2 separate regions of the Zea mays genome follow, and region 1 is linked to region 2. A link is a contact called in public Hi-C data. All regions are on one chromosome and are shown on one strand. Each heading gives the region's core, a stretch centred on a gene start, on an enhancer-like site or on the middle of the called end of the contact. The rest is flanking DNA. Distances are from core to core; before and after follow the strand shown. Region 1 holds the start of LOC100273013. Region 2 holds the start of LOC100275540 (Dof zinc finger protein DOF3.6).

Region 1 (2,700 bases), core at 156-2,655, 260 kb after region 2:
TTAACTTTCAAAACTTGATGTTCGATTTAGCTTATGACGGAGATAGACCTGAGCTTCAAGCTTTTCCAAATCGGTCACTTTAGTTGCACCATCAGCATCAAGCATGAGTAATAGTTCACCACGTGAATGAAGCATTCCCTATTAGATGCTTCCACAAAAAAAAAAGGAAAGCACCAATTAGTTTTTATTTGCATCCAAAGCCCTAAGGGATATCCAGGGATTTCAACACTCACTTTTCGGACTGCTTCACCTTTCCCATGATTTCTTCCAAGTAGAAGAACTCTAACATTATCAATCTTGTGTTTCTTTACAAAACTGAAAGCGACTTTAGAGGTCCCATCAGTGCTACCATCATCGACAATCAATACCTTGACACAACCGGTCAAATTCCGAAATTAGATAGGGTAATATAGGTTTCAAAACACAAAAGGTTTTGTGCTCAGAGTTTGCCTGTTCCCTGCAAACTGCAAACAGGATTGCAAATTGCAAATAACATGCTAGATTACCACATACCTCATATGAAAAGGACTTGTCAGCAGTTGATCTCCGCTTCAAGTAGCTATTAAAGAGAGAAAACAAGAAAGTGATCAATGTAACGATTAACACTAGCTGCTAAAAAAGATTACCAGTATAGATTGCAATGCGCAGTTCAAAGTTCAACTATAAACATAGCATTTGAGCAACAGGAGTAGCAAATGCCTTACTTGAGTGTTTCTGTAAGAGCCTCGGGGAGTCGATACTCCTCATTGTAGGCAGGAACTATCAACGAAATATATTTCTCAGGAGGATCCAAAACCGACGGGCAGGGCACCTATATAACAGTCAGTTCAGACAATCAAACCAGCAAACACCTAGCGTGCACCCCCATGCTGCAGCCCGGGACGAACCCAGCACGAGCAATCAGTACACTACCTTCTTGAGCGAGTTGGGGTCCTCGAAGAAGGCGTCCGAGACGGCGGACCTCTCCAGCCTGCGGCCGAGATCCAGAACATCGCAGCAGTCAACACTACACGCAGATCGCGGGAGAAACCAGGAGTGTGGGACGGCAAGACGGAAGCAGACTTACGAGTGCATGCATCCTATCTTGCGGATGTGCTCGAAGAAGAACGCCGCTGCGCCCAGCACCAGGATGGATACCTGATCACGAGACGGAGAGATGGCGTGAGTGCCACGGCGAGGAGGAGGAAGCAGGATTTGGGGGGAAAGGGGAGGGCGGTACGAGGGTGGCGAGGAGGAGGGTCAGCGAGAGGGAGGCCGGCAGGATGCCGGCGATGGCGGAGAGAGGCCAGGCGGCGGCCATCGTCGCGGTCCCGACGGCCGGTGCCGAGTCCACCCGCTGCTCTGGTCTTCGCGTGGGTTTTCTGGTCCTGGAGTTGGGGAGATCTGCACGCCGAAGGCAGACGGGCAGACGGCCGGGCCGGCCAGGTTGCACATTTGGCATTTGCACGTTGCTCATCTCTGTTTTAGGCCATATATTTTGGAACACGTATTTTTTTAAAAAATATTTCATTTCTTTTTTAAATTTCTATATTATAGCATCTTCAGTAATCTACTCTTTAATTTATCACATGGAGAACCATTTAATAAAAAATATTCTCTAATTTTTACTATTCTAACGGCATCTTTGTATATTGTGCCCCGTTTCATATTTAACTAGTGAGAAGTTTAAAATAGAAAATTGTTATATTTAGATGTGTAAGGGCTAGTTTGAGAACCTCATTTTTTTAAGGTATTTTCATTTCCCAAGAAAAAATTGAACTCATTTCCTTTGGAAAAATAAAAATTTCTTGAAAAAATGATGTTATCAAAAACTAGCCATAAGTGAATAATTTGTTGGAGGATATTTGTTCATCAAATTCTTTATTCGTGAGGTTGTTCGCTTCAGCCAATGGCGGATCTAGTATTAGGCTAAAGGAGGGGCTGGTTTTATAGTGACCATTGGTGGAAGCAACACAAACTGTTAGAGGGCTCATTTTTATTTCTTTTTCTTCCTCTTTCCTTTATCTCTACCCTCCACCTCTTTCTCCAATACAGTGAGGGCTATTTTTTCCTCTTCTTTTCTTTTATTTTTCCTCTAACTTCCACCTCTGTATCAATGGAGTTTCATAGCTATAGGGGGGCTGCAGCCCCCCTAACCCCCCTTTAGATCTGTCACTGGCTTCAGCTTAAAATTTGTTCGAACTGTTGCATCTGCAATCCATAAAGACAAAGCACTGTAGAATCAGTAGAAGCCGGTTCAGATTAAAGCCAAACGAGCAGGCTGCACATCACTCAGACATGAAAGGATATAGAGGATCTTGAATATGCTCTTAGCTTTGCAAAAAGCTTACATTCTAAACGGAGTCTTAGTGTTTTATACACTGTGTATGTTGCAACAAATATGTCCTTTTAATTTACTTTTTAGTGATGTATACCATATGTTTTGCAGCAAATATGGTCTTGCTGTTAGATAGCATCACAACAAAACATAACTATATATATGTAATTGTGGTGTTCTAAGAGTATCTCCAAAAGAATGACAAAAGATCACCCCCAAAAGGTTGTTTTCAGGAGCAATCAAAAAAGTTTGAGGCGTGTGTTTCTTCTATTCTCCCATAGGTAACGTAAAATGTAGATGGAAAACTGTAAACTGGACTGGTTGGGCTGTAAAATTGGGCCCAATATGCCTACCAGGTTTGTCAACGAATAGTGCATATTTAT
Region 2 (2,700 bases), core at 39-2,538:
GCACACAAGTAGAGATGGCAATGGGTAAATACCCACCGGGTATTAGTACCACATACCCATACCCACGACACAAAAATAATCCCATCGGGTCACCCATATACACTGGCGGGTATGGATTTACCCCCATACCCATACCCATGTGGGTATGGGTCACCCATCGGGTCACCCGTACCCACAAAAATTAAACAACTATCAAAATATTATACTATACAAATGTCAAGTATATCCATATAAATACCATTACAAAATTTTCTAGCATCATTTAACCATTCAACACACCAAAGATAATTGGATAAAGTAGTAACACTATGATAGTACTACATAGCACATTACATGTTCCATTACATTAAATTGTTGTTAATTGGATAAAGTAGTAACACTATGATAGTACTACATAGCACCACTATGATACAAGTTCATGCTTCAGATAAGTTTATATTGGGTATTTTATACCCACGGGTTAACGGGTATGGGTGAAGGTGGAACGTTCTAATACCCGTTTACCCGTTGGGTGAAGATTTTTGCCCAATAACAAACCCACGGGTAGAATATTTAGCCCACATACATACCCTAATGGAGTAAATACCCATCGGGTATCGGGTCGCGGGTACCCATTGCCATCTCTACACACAAGATGAAATCTCTCATCTCTCTCTCCACCTAGCTCTTTTTCCCGGCCAGCCACCTCTACTGCCCATCTGTACATTGCACAAAGACACATGTGTAAGACTAAGACGCACGTACTTCACTGCTTTATCTACGCCTATGTACTTAAAGACATCTATCTGTACACGAGAGCATATACTAGCTTATTGTTAACTTTGGTCGGGTTAGAGAGAGAGAGAGTAGAACATGAATTCTCTACACCACCAATCCACTAGCCAACAGCTAGCCAAGAGTCCAAAGAGAGTCGTAGCAAGAGTGACTTTATCACTGATTGATCTCTTTCATCAATATGGACATAAAGTTGCACCTGCACACACACCACTAGAATGACCCCCTGGACTGGACAACTTGTATTGGTTGGTGGCTCATGTTGGTAACCTCTTACTACCTTCGTATGTACACTGTTCAACCCCTCCATCTCTATCTATGTGCTAGCTCTAGCTAATCAAGCAGGGAACGAAGGAGAGGAAAAAAGAGAGCAAAGAACACGCTGAACAGGACAGCCTTTGCTTCCGATCAGTAGCACAACAGGCGTCACCACCTCTTCCTGCTGCCCTGCCTCCCTCCTCATGCATAAAACCAGGCCCCCCTCTTGCTTCCCTAGCTCATGACCACCCTCCCACTCTCTCTCTCTGCTAGCTACACCCATCCGCCCATCAATCTCACCCATCGCATCCTTACAAGCTAAGGAATGAAGCCCCTTCTCCTTTGCTCTTCTCTCTCCCATATGTTTCACATCCATTATATATGTATTGTGAGGCCTCCACGAACACCCAAGCAAACAAAAAAATAGATACATAAAGGGGGAATGAACAAACCCCCATTCCCCTTTAATTTTATTCCACTTGCTTTCGCGCGTCCTCCTCGTGATCCCATCTTTTTTCTTCCCTTACCTTTAGTTTCTCCTCCTCCTCTCTCCGGGTGGCAGACCCGGCCTTCTCTCCTCCCTCTTCGTCTTCCAGTTCGAAGCTGTAGCGGCAGCTAGAGCTAGCCACGTGTAGAGCGGCACGACTGCAGCGTGCGAAGAACAAACAAAAGCAGCTAGAAAAGAAGCTCTCACTCACTCACAAGTAGCAAAAGATCAAAGGGAAATCAATCATATACCATGGTATTTTCTTCGGTTCCTGTCTACCTTGATCCACCCAATTGGAACCAGCATCAGCACCAGCCACAGCATGAGGTAAAGATTTCCACTATCCAAATCGCTTCCGCTTCTTTTGTGCGCGCGGCTTTTCGTTTCTTCTCCTACTCGTTGGCCACCATAGAGGTGGGGAGGGAATGGAGAGGAAATATCCCTAGGCTCTTTTGTGAAATCTCTCCTCTTTGCTTGAATATACCAAGTCGTCTCTCTTTTGGTTTCATTCGCTGAGATATCAATTTCACCTTGCGCGCCTTTCTTCCCTTTAATTGTTGTGTGATTGTGTGTTTGATTTGTAAATGACGTTGCTTTCTTCAGCAACTGCAAGCTCACCATGGCCAGCTTCCAAGTGACGCCGGAGGAGGTGGAGGCGGTGGCGTCGACGTGCATGCGCACCATCATCAGCTACCGCCGATGCCACCTTCTGCTCCTGGTGGGGCTCTCATGGCTCCTCGCCGTGACATGGCGGCTGTGGTCGCCGCGAGCGGTGGCAGCACGAGCGGCGGCGGTGGGCCGACTGGCGGTGGTTCCCCTATCCGTCCGGGCTCCATGACCGAGCGGGCTAGGCTCGCCAAGATCCCGCAGCCAGAGCCGGGGCTCAAGTGCCCGCGTTGCGAGTCCACCAACACCAAGTTTTGCTACTTCAACAACTACTCGCTCTCCCAGCCGCGCCACTTCTGCAAGACGTGTCGCCGGTACTGGACGCGCGGCGGCACGCTCCGGAACGTCCCCGTTGGCGGCGGGTGCCGCCGCAACAAGCGCACCAAGTCGTCCAAGTCCAACTCGTCGTCAGCCGCCTCCGCTTCCAGCGCGGGTGGGACGTCGTCGTCCACCTCGTCCACCGCGACCGGTGGCAGCGGCAGCGCCGCCAGCATCATGCCGCCTCACCAGGGGCA

The links. A called contact is a pair of places that touch in the nucleus more often than the background predicts.
Region 1: a contact with region 2 is called in a Hi-C map of ear, with 2.8 times the contacts expected there. The contact joins the promoter of LOC100273013 here to the promoter of LOC100275540 in region 2. A contact is called at or near these places in 5 of 25 Hi-C or Micro-C datasets (bundle sheath, ear, endosperm and 1 more).

The regions. Positions count from the first base shown.
Region 1 is chr1:300,602,259-300,604,958 of Zm-B73-REFERENCE-NAM-5.0, forward strand. It overlaps LOC100273013, which reads right to left and starts at 1,406. Exons shown (of 11, transcript NM_001147463.1): 1 at 1,220-1,406; 2 at 1,067-1,137; 3 at 913-970; 4 at 705-811; 5 at 514-559; 6 at 234-368; 7 at 49-138. The coding sequence starts at 1,300.
Region 2 is chr1:300,344,268-300,346,967 of Zm-B73-REFERENCE-NAM-5.0, forward strand. LOC100275540 (Dof zinc finger protein DOF3.6) reads left to right here and starts at 1,289. Exons shown (of 2, transcript NM_001149596.1): 1 at 1,289-1,846; 2 at 2,123-2,700. The coding sequence starts at 1,772.